Regions from separate parts of the Zea mays genome. Here region 2 is linked to region 1. The links are chromatin contacts, called in public Hi-C maps. All regions are on one chromosome and are shown on one strand. Each heading gives the region's core, a stretch centred on a gene start, on an enhancer-like site or on the middle of the called end of the contact. The rest is flanking DNA. Distances are from core to core; before and after follow the strand shown. Region 1 holds the start of LOC100273601 (60S acidic ribosomal protein P0-2). Region 2 holds the start of LOC100277481.

What was found. A called contact is a pair of places that touch in the nucleus more often than the background predicts.
Region 2: a Hi-C map of ear shows a contact between it and region 1, with 3 times the contacts expected there. The contact joins the promoter of LOC100277481 here to the promoter of LOC100273601 in region 1. A contact is called at or near these places in 3 of 25 Hi-C or Micro-C datasets (ear, endosperm and tassel).

What each region holds. Positions count from the first base shown.
Region 1 is chr4:38,140,900-38,148,252 of Zm-B73-REFERENCE-NAM-5.0, reverse strand. It overlaps LOC100273601 (60S acidic ribosomal protein P0-2), which reads right to left and starts at 3,015. Exons shown (of 4, transcript NM_001148017.1): 1 at 2,563-3,015; 2 at 2,045-2,143; 3 at 1,576-1,968; 4 at 662-1,362. The coding sequence starts at 2,889. The coding sequence ends at 1,222.
Region 2 is chr4:38,325,934-38,333,286 of Zm-B73-REFERENCE-NAM-5.0, reverse strand. It overlaps LOC100277481, which reads right to left and starts at 4,544. Exons shown (of 4, transcript NM_001151027.2): 1 at 4,301-4,544; 2 at 2,975-3,127; 3 at 2,823-2,868; 4 at 2,245-2,543. The coding sequence starts at 4,541. The coding sequence ends at 2,537. LOC103653111 (Magnesium transporter CorA-like family protein) reads left to right here. Exons shown (of 4, transcript XM_008680074.4): 2 at 362-441; 3 at 692-956; 4 at 1,064-1,621. The coding sequence ends at 1,317.

The DNA of each region.
Region 1 (7,353 bases), core at 1,766-4,265:
TTAGATCTGAAAACGAGTTTTCTAGAGTACACTTTTTGTTGCTTCACCAAAATGGAGTTCACCCCAACTCCACGTTTTTTGGGAGCAGAGTTGATGGAGTTTACCCCCTATATCATTTAGTTCTCTGAACTCTCAAATTATAAAAAGACTCGTCCATAACCGAGCTTGATGTGCCACGTTAGAGTCACTTGGATTTTCTAACTTTGCATTCTGTATCACTTAGGCCCTCAAACTTGACATGATGTGTCATTGAATCTCTAAACTTTCATTAATGTGATTGTTGGCATCTCGTTTAAGCAAACTCAAGGTTTTTAACAGGCCGACCAAATTATATGACTCATTTTCCTAGTTCATTCAAAGATACAGTGTGCTAAGTTTAAACACCGCTACTGTATTTTACTAATATTTTCCTCCCCTATCTGACTCAAGGTTTTTATTAATATTCAAAATTAAACGTCGGCGAGCGCCAGCTCTCGGCGGAGGGAGCTCCCTGATTGCGCCTTACGCCGGTGAGCTCCTACCCTGACCGAGGAGGCGAGGGCGGGGCCGCCACGGTCTGACGTCAGGTGTGCCATTTTCGTGTCCTCTGAATACTTTTCTACAGTGCGCTTAGTCCTTTTATTTGATACCATTTAAAAAATAGATTGCACGCTCCAGATATGGTATAGGTAATATATATTCATAAATAAAATATAAATTCATACAAAATTTGATACAAAGTGCACTAAATTAAAAAAAATTACGAATCTCAACGTTCATCCTCGCATGTTGCATCTTCTTCATCAATCCTTTCCACATGGAATAGGCTGCAACATTTCCATGAAGAACATTAGTTAGCTAAGCCGTTAGCTGGTCCTAACGATTATCAGATGTTCTGAATTTCAAGCCATCCAATCCTAACAAAGTTCACTGCCATCCATGCCAAAGTACATACCCTTTGGTTACATGATTAACTAATCTATGTCTAACCCATTGCTTTAAAAGATGTCTTGTGGTAGATGACATCACTTGAAGAGGTGTCTTTACGGGAGACATCTTTTTCACAAGAGAAGAGAACCAAACTAGCTCAAGAAACCAATAACAAGTGACACAACACGGGCACTTTCAACATTTAAGGAGATAACATTGTCAATTACACCAACATGGTTTGTCTACTAAAACATAATGCACTAAAATAATAAGCAGAAGCAAAACTTGCGGCGGATGGACGATAAGAGCGGCTTAGTCGTCGAACAGGCTGAAGCCCATTTCCTCGTCCGACTCCTCGGCAGGCTCTGGAGCCTTCTCTTCCTCCTTGGGGGCAGCAGCAGCACTAGAGTCCGCAGCAGCTACAGGAGCAGCAACAGCAAACTTGCTCGGGTCCTGCAAACCAATGCCAAAATTAGATCAGTTTAGAAGGTCAACTTTAAAACATGATCTGATCATAAACTGTGGGGGTAGTAGTAGATAGGCATGTTAATTTAAACACCTAAAGAGACAAATTCGAAGATAAGCATGGTGATTAAATGAAGTAGATTTATACATGGACTTAAATTGCTCGAAATAATTGACATGGCACAATGAAACACACACTACCTTGAGGTACTCCTTGATCTTGTCGGCGTGTGGGTACGAGTAGTCAGTCTCCACAGCAACAGCAAGCACGTTCTTGTACCCATTGATAAACATGTGGGGCACAGCAGCAAGGGTTGGGTACGATAGTGCCAGGGAAAGAGAAGCGACCATGGAGACACCAGTGGCGAACTTCTCGATTAGGTCCTCCTCAGAAAGGTCAAGCACCTCAGGGCTGAACACAGACCCATCCTCGTAGACGCTGGTGACCTGGAGACCGTACGAGAAGGGGCGGATGCCCAGCTTGGCGAGCAGAGCAGACTCGGACGAGCCCACCTTCTCACCCTTCTTGATCAGCTCCACAGGGGTGATAATTTCCACAGTACCCTTGTTAATCTTGGTGGGGATGTTAAGCACCTGAAAAATGACGAATGAGAAACTGACATGGTGTGTGTGCATTTAACAGTAACACAGATATTGCTTCCAGGCTCACCTGGAAGAAAGAGGTCTGGGAGGGATCCAGCCCAGTGTTGCCAGGGGGCACGACAACATCAACAGGAGCAACCAGACCAACACGAGCAGGAGCCCCAACCTGTGGCAAAAAACACAAGAATTGGCATTACTGTTCTTGATGGGCACTAGCTTGACACTGATACCGTATCTGTAACAGAGACGACACTAGACACCATGAAAGAAGTGTTGCAACGCATACACTACAAGACAATGCCTAACAACATAACATGGATATGTAATATTAAAAAACTGGTTTGTTATGTAATGCTTCTACCAGAGTATTCTAATCATGAACTAAACGCAGGTACTCTTAATGACATCATATACATGTGCCACAGACTTAACAATCAGCACATATCAGTGAACTGGGAACATCAAAACAAAACAAAACACGGTGACTGACCCAGGCAACACCCACAGTTCGCGATCTATCCAAATATAACGCCGGCATTGGCAGGTAACAACAGACAGAGTGCCGGAAAAGGCTCAATTATTCACCTTGTACTTGGCGACCTCCTCGCGCACCTCCTTGAGGTCTCCCTTGGTGAAGATGAGGCCAACGTTGCCGACGAGCAGGTCCATGAGCGGGTCAAAGGTGTGGTTGCCGGTCTTCTCGGCGTAGACCTTGATGCAGCGCCTGATGAGCGTGTTCTTGCCCATGAGCACCACCGAGTCGCCCCTGAGGCCCCGGCGGATGTCTTGGAGCTGCTTGGAGCCGACGTTGTCGGCGAGGGCGATGAGCACCTTGGTGTACTCATCGAGCAGGCTGCACAGCTTCTTGTCGTACGCGATCTTCTTCTCCGCCTTGGTCCGCTTGATCGCCATCGCTGCAGAGGAACGATAACTCTAGCCTAGCGGGGAAACGGGTCTGTCGCGGGGGAGGTCGGGATACAAGGAGGAGGACCAAGCCTTCGAGGGGCAAGGCGGACGGCTTGCGGCGGCGGCGTCGCTTTAACCTACTGAGTCGAGTGGCGGCAGTCATGGCTTTTATAAGGGCTAGAGGGAGCAGGGGACATAGGCTTTCCTCCTTCCTTGGGCCTCGTTGTTGTTAGGCTTCTGTGTCATAACTGGGCCGGCCTTGGTCCAAACGGGGTAATGTCGAACCGAACCGACTAAGCCCGTTTGGTTAGAGCAACTCCAAGAATTTCTAAAAAAAATACTCCTAAATACTATGTATTGGGGTTTCACTAAAAATTATTTTCCCTAAATTATAATCTTCCAACAGCAGATCTCTAATAATTAAATCTCCAATAATTCAAACTTGTGAAACATCAAAATTTGAGAAATTTCCTCCGCGCGCGAGGAGACAAAAAAGGCACTGTCTACACACCACATCGACTAGTGCTCAGACTGTCTTCAACCGTTGTCGCGGGCGTCCCCCTCCCCTATTACTGTAGGTCCTTTAGCGGATACAGTAGACCTCTATCTACTGCAACGGCGCCTCCTCCCCTCTCCTCTATCCAGCAGCAGCACTCTCTCTCACGCCAGATGAAGGGGAACGCTACCCGACGTCGTTCGTTGGCTTCTTCCCTGCGCGCCGGCGCCCGGAACCTTCCCGTTCGGCGGCGACGGTTTCAACGCCGGCTGCTCTCGACGCTGGCCTTCTCCGCGGCCTGCCTCCTCTTCGGCCTCGCCGGCTTCCTCGCCGCCGCGCTCGCCCTCTCACGCTCCCCGTCAGTCACTCACAGCTGCTGCCCCTATTCCTCGCGCCCGCTCTCCGTCTCAATCGCGTGGGACCGCAGCCCAGGGGATGGCTCCGCAGCGGGCTGCGCGGAGCTCCCGGCCTCGCTCGCCACTGGATCGCGCGACCGCCACAAGGGCTTGTTGCCGGCGAGGCCGACGGCGAAGACGAGCACGCCGGGACAGAGCAGGTCAACGGCGGGGTCCGGGAGTCCGCGGCTGAGGTGTTGCGCGTAGACCATGGTGGCCGTGCTGACCAGATAGCTGCAGGAGATGGTGGCCGCCGTGCCCAGCGGCATGCTCCCGCTGTACCGATGCACGCACAGCACCTCGGCGCGCGCGCCCTCGACGGCGCCCGGCAACGCGAAGGACGCGGCGGCCACATCATCCTTCCCCTCCTCCGGCGTCTCTCGAGTCTCGATGGACTGTGCTACTCCCCAAATTTCTCCCATGTTCCTCTGATCTGTTCTGATCGATTTGTAGAAGTGTATTCACAGACAGAGTTTTGTTCAATTTCCATATGAGTCCTATAATGGGACAAATGTAAATCTACTTGAATTTTGTTAAATTTTACTGAAAGTTAAGTTGAAAACTAGCTTGAAACTTGTTGAAGAGTTGTCCGTTAGTGGCAGGAAACTGCATATGTGATTCTTAGCTGTTTGGAGTCTTGGAGATAAAGCAATTAAATATTGTGCCCTCAGGAATCTATCATGTTATGGGTGCTAGAGCAAGAAAATTGGATGTTAAAACAAATATTACGAAGTTTGCTAATTATACTAATTACGAAGTTTGCTAATTATGAAGTTTGCTAATTAATTGTGGACTAAGTTACGACTACACACTATTCGTAGAGCAAATAAAAATAAAACAAATATTAGATGGTAGTTGAGTTAGTTGATGATGAAAGTATAAAATATTGGTGTGGTGGGGTATAGAGGTTTGATATAGGGGGAACCGCTGTAGAGCGTGGAGATATAGGGGGGAGAGAACGCTGACGTGGCACGTGAATGAGATATAGGGGGAGAAATTTAGGGGGAACCGTTGAAGACAGTCTCAGGCTCCATTCCAAGTAGGGATGAAAACGGGACGGATATAGCCGGATACAGGGTCATCCCATATCCTACCCTAATGTATTTCTCTCGGATACGGGACCGGATACGGGTAGTTAAGATTTGGGACGGATACAGGACGGGACCCGGTAATAATCCGGACGGGTAAGAAACGGATAACGGATACTACTCGGGTAGGTACCGGATAATTGTCGGGTAGTTCATCCGATGATATTAATTGTCCAACCATCCATAAGTTAAGCAATACATAATCAGGTATATGATAGATCAGATGTAAGAAAGGAAACCGGTAAAATTGACATCATGCAGTTCAAAGTTGCTTATCACAAGGACATTGTAGAACCAACACCAAAATATTTAAAATTCATAAAATATTCTAGTTTCACTAAAAATTTGCAAATAAGTTACAAAAACTAATAAATATTTTATATGAAGATAACCCAAGTCCTCATATGAAAATGATAAAGTGAAGTGCTGATTATGTTGAAACTTGGATACTTACACTAATTTCACATGTAACTCATACAAATAAGTGAAAGTGAAAGGAAAGAAACATGGGCATCTTATAGATCTTATGATCCAAACATTTTTTATGGTTACATATGGACATATGTTGTATCTCCGTAAAATTTCACGATTTTTTGAGGCTATTTATGTATTATTAATTTCTTGTCATAGAAAATCATCAAAATACAATTAAATCATTAGAATATTGTTTAAACAAAAAATGATGTATTACAAAGTCATAGATCTTTTCAAACTCTACAATTTTCATATAAACTTTATCTTCATCTGATTTCATATGTAAAAGTTATGATTTTATAACTATATTATGTAGAAAAAGAAAAAACGGGTACCCGAATTCCGGGTACCCGTATCCGACCCGGAATTTTCGGGGTATTAGTGATTTCGTATCCTACCCGTATCCGAGGTTCAATATCCGGATAATACCCATATCCGTCCCGATAAACAAAATACCTGTATTCGTATCCAAAATTACGTCCCATTTTGGTACCCGTATCCGATACCCGTTCCGGGTACCCGTCCCGTTTTCATCCCTAATTCCAAGTTTCAATCTAGTGCTCAGGCTCATCTTGTGATGAGGCAACAAGCCCTGCGGCGAATCCAAAAGCTCAGCATCGTTGCACTCGACAAATCATTTTTTTATTTATAGTAAGAACTCTCTAACTACTACCTATTACACTCGGCAAAGAAAAGTACTCGGCAAATGAAGAATAAAAAAACCAAAAAACAGCAAAACGTTTTTTAAAATTATAGGAACAACTCTCCAACCACTACCTATTATTATACCTATCGTCCTGTTATTTTGAATCAAATTTACATGTTTTGTAAATGGTGAGATTCGAACTCACAACCTCTCTCTCGCGCATAACCTCCTCTACCACTTGAGAGCATCTAAAGAAGGTGAATAGGTGATCCCATAAAATTTCAACACTTTGTTATGAAATGTTAGAAAGATTGAAGCCAAGTTGTTAAAGCGAGAACTCTTCACTTGATTGTTCCTTTGGAGTGAGTATTGAACTTTGGAACAATGACACAAGTGATTAAGCGAGAACTCGAGAGAAGAAACCAATCACACAGAAAAGCGACACAAGAGACACGGTGATTTTATCCCGTGGTTCGGCCAAGTATAACACTTGCCTACTTCCACGTTGTGGCGTTCCAATGGATGAGGGTTGCACTCAGCCCCTTTCAAGTGATCCAATGATCCACTTGAATATCACGGTTTCTTCCTTATAGTAGTTTTCCCGTTTGTGAGGAATCTCCACAAGTTGGAGGCTCTCACCTTTACAAAGTTGATCACAACACAAAGCACAGGAGTAAGGAAAAGAAAGAAACACACACAAGACTAGAATCGCAGCAACAATACGCACACAAGTCAAGAAGAGAGCACACAAGAACAATGCCACAAGTTCACAACACACTTAGTGCTCAAATCTCAGTCACGATGATCCAAATGCATATTTGCAGAGTCTAGGTGTCTTAGGATATTTAAAGAATGCTTGGTGTAGTGCTCCATGCGCCTAGGGGTCTCTTTTATAGCCCCAAGGCAGCTAGGAGCTGTTGGAACTCCATTTGGTAGGCAATTCTTGCCTTTTGTTCGTCGGTGCACCGAACTGCCCGGTGGCGCACCGGACAGTGAACAGCACGCGCACAGTAAATGGCAGAGAATCCCATGATTGGCTGATTTCCTTTTCTGTGGGGCACCGGACCGTCCGCTGCGCCATGGGACCGTTGGCTCTCGTCGACGTGGCAGATAGTCGTTGCACGGCTGGAGCACCGGACTGTCTGGCGCTAAGCACGGACTGTCCGGTGAATTATAGCTGGCGTAGCCAGGGAAAAACCCGAGAGTGCCGAGTTCGCAGACAGTGCACCGGACTGTCCCGTGAGTGGCACCGGACCGTCCGGTGCTGCGCAGACATCACCTTTTTCTTCAATTCTTCCTTTAACTCTTTGGCTTTTACTTGGCTGATTCCTGTCACTTAGACAAGAGTGTTTAGCATATAAAACTATTGAC
Region 2 (7,353 bases), core at 3,295-5,794, 180 kb before region 1:
ATTCAATATTTGTTAGGAGGGGTTGGGGTTGGTATGCTTTGTGGGATGGATGCCTTTGTCCACACGTTTCTAAATGGTTGAATGCAGGTTGCAGGTGCTGAATGTACCTTCGAGGGATGACTCTGTCTCCGTTACCTGTATTCCTGAAATGCTATGAATCTTAAGTTCCAACCAATCTAAAATTTGCATCAAAGCTATGCGACTTATGCCTAGTCAAATGATGTGTGCTTAACAGCTTAAGCAAAGGTTTATAAGCATTGTGCAAATCTAGAGGAGTACCAACACATTATTTAGCATTCTAGCCTTTTTATCTTCAGGGACCCTGCTTTTTTTATTGATCTGTGGATTGTGATTGTCGCAGGTGGTCACTTTTTGAGGAAGCTTTTGCTGGATGGCAGGAGATTCCCAAAAATGCATCTGGATCTACAGCGGTTGCTTCAGGTATGAGTTCTCTCTCAAGTTTCTGGGAAATACATTGGGAACCTGGAATGCTATTTTATAATTTGCACTGATTTAGCCAAAATGGCAACTTGCATGAAGTGACTGTTGATGTGACATTGAGGTTTATTGGCATGCTGTGTTGCTCATAGTTTGGCTTTCAGGTTCTAAAAGTGCAGGTACTTGATTTCAGTTAATCTATCGAGATGGAACAGAAGTCACAGGCTCGATTCTACTGTTTTTGTTTGTGTAGGTTGTTTCTCACTGTGAACAAGTATTCCCCCGCGTGAAGGAAAAATGTGCGAGCAAGAGTTGGTTCGCAACAGGAGATATAGCAGCCCTTGAAGATCTGATAGGTCGTCTCAGAAGGCTCAAAGAAAACCTAGGGTTCATTACAAATAGAATCACCACACTTCAGGCTAGTCTGGACAGTTGGCAATCGGAGCAGATAAACAAAAGCTTGTACTACCTTTCATTTCTCTCCATAATATTCCTGCCTCTTTCCATTGTCACTGGAGGTAAGTTCAGTGTCCTGGTGCTCGCTCGTGTACTTTCCTGGATCAATTTCGTTTCTTTTCCAGGTCTCTCATTTTACCTGATTTATTTACGTTGCAAAACTTGCCAGTTTTCGGGATGAACGTCGGTGGTGTGCCGTGGACAGGGCAGAACAAGAACCCTAAAAACCGGGATGGCTTCATGAATGTCATGCTAATATGTGTTGCAATCTTGTTACTTCTGTTGCTGTGTTTCTTGTTTCCTTCATTATATTCTCATGTGACGTCATGGAGAACCCGCCGTGAGCTGACCCGGAGCAACTCTCAGAACAGAAGACATCTGAAACTCTTCAAAGGTCACAAGGAAGGTTACATGCGCCTATGACGACAATACAGTTGCAAACTACGGTGTCCATTTCAGCTGTAAGGTGATTGTCAGTGATGTTGTAAGTGTAAGATTTGTGGGGAAAGATCCTAGATAGCCAACACATGTACAGGTTTGAAGGAGACCCTCCATGGCTCCATTTGAGGTTCATACCTTGTTCATTGCTTAGTTTGTTTTTGTTGTAGATTCATGGCTGTCACTGCACCTTTTATTTATTCTGAAAATGTGTTAGTTCTTCAATGAAGACCACCCACGACAATTTGTCATTGTTGTTCCAGGTGGACGTGTTTCATAGTTGTACGCAGCGAATTCCTGCCTGTTTTCAGCGTATTGAAATAAATAGTCGGAGCAACAGCTATGGCTTTTATTCTGAAATATGCTGTTGTTTTTATTGCTTTGCTGCATGCCAGATAACTAATAGTTAGTTGGCTAAAAATTGTAAGTGAAATTAGCTAGCTAACAAATAACTACCTAATTATTAACTAATTTACCAACAATAGCTAATAGCTGAACTATTAGTTAGGATGTTTAGATGTCTCAACTAATTTTAGCAACTAATTATTAACTCTAATGCATTCAAACACTTCCTTACTGAACATACCTGGCAATTTTACATTGCCGATTGCCGGCGGTCGGCAGACCTTGTGCTACATGACTGAGTCTTGAGGCAATTTGGAACATGACTAAGTCTCCTGCACAAGCAATGAAAGTTGCAAAATTGTTTATGCAGGTGTGCTTATTGGATCCACCGATTAAACAGGTACCTCCGTATGAAGGTTGACATTTGGTGGCAAGCCTGGCCAGAAGGCACGTTCAAACGAATTATATCCATGGCACATTCGTATCTAGAAGCATTTATGATAAAATATAACAACACGAATTCCAGATGTTGCCATCTTCAACAAGCAAGTATACATCAAAACCGCTCAACAGTGACAATATGATAATATTTCTGAAGACAATTTCATGTTTGAATACAAGGGTAAACGCCAAAGCTGAAAGCACGATTCGTTGTCTGCAACATTGACCATCCAGTACAAAAGACTTTCCCCACTCCAATATGCTACAAAAAGGATTGAAATATTTTGATGACACATCTCTGGGGAAAAAATCGACATTATGACGTCTCACTTCTATGCACAGCACCGTGTGATTGTTGGATGGCAGCTCTACCAAAACAGAAATGGTGCGCAATTGATGGGACACCACCAGAATTCTGCTAGAACCTGTAATCAAGAGCAATTGTGTAAGAATGCAACTAAGGACTAGATAAATAAAGTAGCAAATCGGAATGGGGGAACCAGAGATTTACTTATTCTATTATTTATTGTTTACTGTATTTCATACCACAGCACCAAAGCCCAGGAAAAGCTCACCTCTCCACCACTAACTTCGTGATATTGAAAGCCATAACTGTACTTAACGTTGCTTGTTCAGATTTACCATGACTACACCAAAGATAAACAACGAGAAGTAGTAAAAAAAAGGTGAACTAAGTGGTGCACCTTGTTCCAACTTCATTACCGGCTTTCTGTACAGGAGATGAATGGTCTGCAAACACAAAGCAACGCGTCCATAATGATTCACTCTGCCGATCCACAGACAAAGATTAACAAGGCAAAAACATTATAATGATAGACAGAACCACTTGACGTACCAGTAGAAATAATTCTATCCATGCTATCTATGCGTCGTTGTATGGACTTGAGCAGCATGTTCATTGCTGAAATCCTCTTGCGGATGCTGGAAATCCTTGCTGAATGATGCATTATTACCATTGTGGGTGCATTCTCTAATAGCCTGTCTAGCTCTGCAAACACTTAGTCTTAGTTTCATACAGTTACTGGATATATATACATGCTTTCCATCAAAAAAATGTGTACACAGACAATAGCAATAGGCGAGACAATCTGAACAAAAGAGTGGAGCCTTGGGGCTTTGGAAAATGTAAAAGGGGCCGTTTGGGAGAGCTCCGACTTTAGCTTCTCCGAAGAGAATCACTCCCAACCAATCAAGTGGTCAAAACGCCAACTAATTCAAGCAGGGATCAGGAGAGAATCACTTCTCCATTTACACTAGGAGCAACCTGCACCTTGCTTCCTGTTAAATTCTGGTATGGATCAGCATTCAACAGAGAATCAATTTTCATCAGCTCCTCATCCTGCTCCCTCCTAGGAATTCAATGGAATCACTCCATCGGAGATTAAGGAGCGGAGCTAGAGAATCAGAGAGCAGAGCCCTCCCAAACAGGGACTACAAGACCATTCCAAGTGGCTTTAGGGTTCTCCAAGTGGTATTTGGTGTGTACAATTTTATTTTTATCGGATTGGAAACCTGGCCACCTGCAAGCAAGTTGGACGCTGACACATGGGATCATGTCAGAATCATGAATTTCTCAGTACAATAATTTTATTCGCTGTATACTGTTAAACTGCTAGAATGTTCTAGTTCATCCATTTATTTGTTAACTCTCTTGAGATAACGAAGAGGCTGAAATTGCACTACATAAAAAGTAGATTCAGGTGCAACCAGGAACAGCTATGTTTATAAGAGGAATTGGATTGTTTACATTGAGCCTCTCAGACAGTATATAATGCATCAGTTAAACTACAGCTACAAGTTTTAACAGGCTACAATATGGACTTGACCCTGTTCATGGTTTGAACGCCAAAGAGGCAAATAACATTTTTGGGCTGTCGCTGCATTTCCATGCCATGGCAACGAAATTACAGAAGAGTACTGACTAGTTCAAGAAAAGAGGCAAGTAGATAGATAAAATACAGAGCTCACAACTCAATTGCTAGTATGTCATCTAAATCTCACTAGTCTTGGGTTAAATGAACTCCACAATACAGTACGCATACTCTAGTGTCTACACAGAATGGTACGCATCCGAAGCTGGAGAAGTCTAAGCCACAACGCGCGCAACGCATGACACCACCAGCAGAGAAAGCCCAAGGCTGGGGCGGGGAGAGGCACCTACCTCCGTTGAGGCGGTCGATGGCAGCGGCGACCTCGTCCTGGCTCCGGGCGGTGGCGGCCGCCCGCTCCTCGTGCTCCCGCAGCGCGCCGGCCAGCACCCCTGCGATTGCGGAAGCCAACGCCCCGCACCGCTCCGGAGGGGGCGCGGCGGCACGCTCGTCCTCCACGCCGCCGTCGTCCGCGTTCTCCGGAGGCCGGTCGCCATCGGCGGCGGAGTGGGAGGGGATATCCGCGCCGTCCATTCGACTGGTGACCGCATCGAGAGAGCACGAGCAGTGTGGTCGTGTGGTGGAAAGAGTCAAAGAGACATCAGCTGACCGCGTTGGGCCTTCGGTTGGGCCAAATAAGGCTTCGCATTGTCGGTTGGGCGTAAACGGAAGGCCCAAATAGAGCTTCGCGTTGGGCTTTGAAACGGACCGTAGATTGTGCATTTCCTGTGGTTGGCTAGTCCAATTAGACGAGGTTAAGCGATTTTTATGTAATGTAAAAAAACCGAGAATTAAAAACATCTCCTAGAGTGTCTCTAAATTTCATTCTTAAAATTATCATTTTAAGAGTAGTTTTATCTAAAAACCACTTTCTACATCTTTCCAATTTCCAACAGTTTTTTATATCTTACCTAGAACCACTCTCTATACCTTTCGAATTTACAAGAGTTTTATATCTTGTTTCTACTTTAGAGAGTAGTTGGAAGATAGAGATTAGAGTCTTAGAGTTGCTCTGAAGGGTGTGGTTTGATAATGACAATACTAAAAGTCTGTTTGGTTGGGTTGTGGCCGTGGAAAAAGCTGTTGTGGGATGTGAGCTATGAAAAAAGCTGTTGTGGGCTGTGGGCTGTTAAAAAATTAAAAATTGTTTGGTCGAAACTACTAAAAGTCATTAAAAGTTCTTCAATATATGTTTTCATAGTTCTATCCGAAAGTCACTAAAAGCAGATCCAAGATGCTTTCAGTTTTGCACTGCGAGAAAGTCGGCTTTTAGAAAAAACTGCTTTCTGAATCTGACCCTTTGGTTTCGCTTTCGACTTTTAGGAGGTAAAAATCAAAGCCAAAAGTCAAACCAAACACACCCTAATTTAGATAAGGTAAGTTTATTCCTTAAATTTAATAAGATAAATTTATTCCTAATATCAATACTAATAATTATCTTATGAGAAATATAATGACGATACACCAGTCTATACTAATTAATCATTAGCTTATGAGAAATAAAATAACGATACATCGATGTATTATATTTCATAAACCAAACAAAATACATCAATGCACTGCGTTTCGCAAACCAAAGAATGTGTTTCACAAACCAAACAAGAAAAAAGGCTTATTGAGTGCCAGAGAACGTCGAAGTACCAAGGGAAACCCAACCTATTAGCATCAGAGAACGTCATAAAACCAATGGAATTACTACAATGAGACACGATGTTAGGTGTCGGCTTCGTCCAACGCAAGGCACCGAGCTGCATATTCTACGTTGGTCATCTTCAGAAGCAGACAGCATGACAAGCTCCACTCCACTGAAGCACACCAATCAGTGTGCTCTTCAGCACAGCTCGAGTGCTGGCCGTTGTTTCTCTGATAATTACTTAACAGGTATCACAAACAAGCACAGCATAGACGAACGTTGCAATTACTTAACAGGTAGGTCGATATTAGCAGCAAATAAAGCTCCATCATAATAGGTTCACAAAACGACTGACTGATTTGTCTTAGCACAAAACTCTGGATATAGCTAGAAACCACGATAGATGGCCTACTGAAGTGCAGGTTTCCAAGACGAGCCATTGGACCCATGGCAAACGGTGACGACGAACTAGGATGTGACATCTCTCCATGAACTCACGCATCGAAGAAACGTAACACAACTATGCCGACACCACCATCCACAATCCCCATCAGCCTACTTGGATCTCTGCCTCATCTTTCGGCGCTTCCTCTTCAGCCTCCTCATGCGCTTCTTCTTCCACTGAAGATTGACAGATGAAAATGAATAGAATTAGATAACAAGAAAAATATATAGCACAAAAGAGGCAAGAATGCAAGCAAGTAAAACGCAGAACAGGACTGTTATTGTACTTTCTAGATACATATGTACCTATACATAGTGTACATCTATCATTGTAGAAAAGCTAGGTATCTACAAGTTAGGTAAACAGTAAATTACATATTTCAAGTGCCAGATTCCAGTGCAAACAAATCATCAATCAAGTCACGAAGTATCTAAATCTCAACAAATAAAGCACTGGCAACATCTCTTCAGCCACCATCAGATGCTGCTAGAACAATAGTTCTATATCCTAACTAGTAACTAGATTTCATAATAATATATCCTAACTAGAATGGGGCTCATATCAAATGTATGCGAAGGAACCTCCACCGTGGCCGGGGAAGAACCTGCTAGCAGGCGGCGGCGCCACAAGCGCGACACCTCCACCGACCGCAGCGGCATGACCATGCGGAGCCAGGCCACGGGACAAGAGATACCAAGCTCACACGAAACGATCAGTCACTGTTCGGCTCAGCTCATAGATCAGCCTCCCATGCCAAAGATACAGACCCGTCCGCTGCGACGAGGGGCGCCACGCACGCACGGCGAGATCCGCCGTCCCAGAAGAATTGCGCCACTCGAGCCTCTCTCTTTGTAATCACAGCCCCGGTACATGGACGAACAACTCTCTTTGTAATCGCAGCGCCCCTACATGGACGAATCGCTCTCTTTGCAATCGCAGCTTCGGGACATGGATGAACCGAGCAGACAGCTACTCGAGGCAGGGAGTGTCAAGGAGTTGCTACGCCACAGGAATCTACGTGACGAGATAGCACGCGCGTAGGAGTTAGGGGGATGGAGGATGTACCTTGGCCCTCATAGTCGCCTCCTTGCGGGCTCTCCTTGGCGCGTCTCCTGCTGCTGCGTCGGCGGCGGGTTCACGATATGGGTGGGGAACAGGGTCAGGATGGCGGCGGCAGAAGGTATATATAGACGGGGAGAGATGCCGAACCCTAATAGGAGTGCGCGGGTGGCGTCGAGAAAACGTGGTGGGCTTGGGCCTTACGTGGG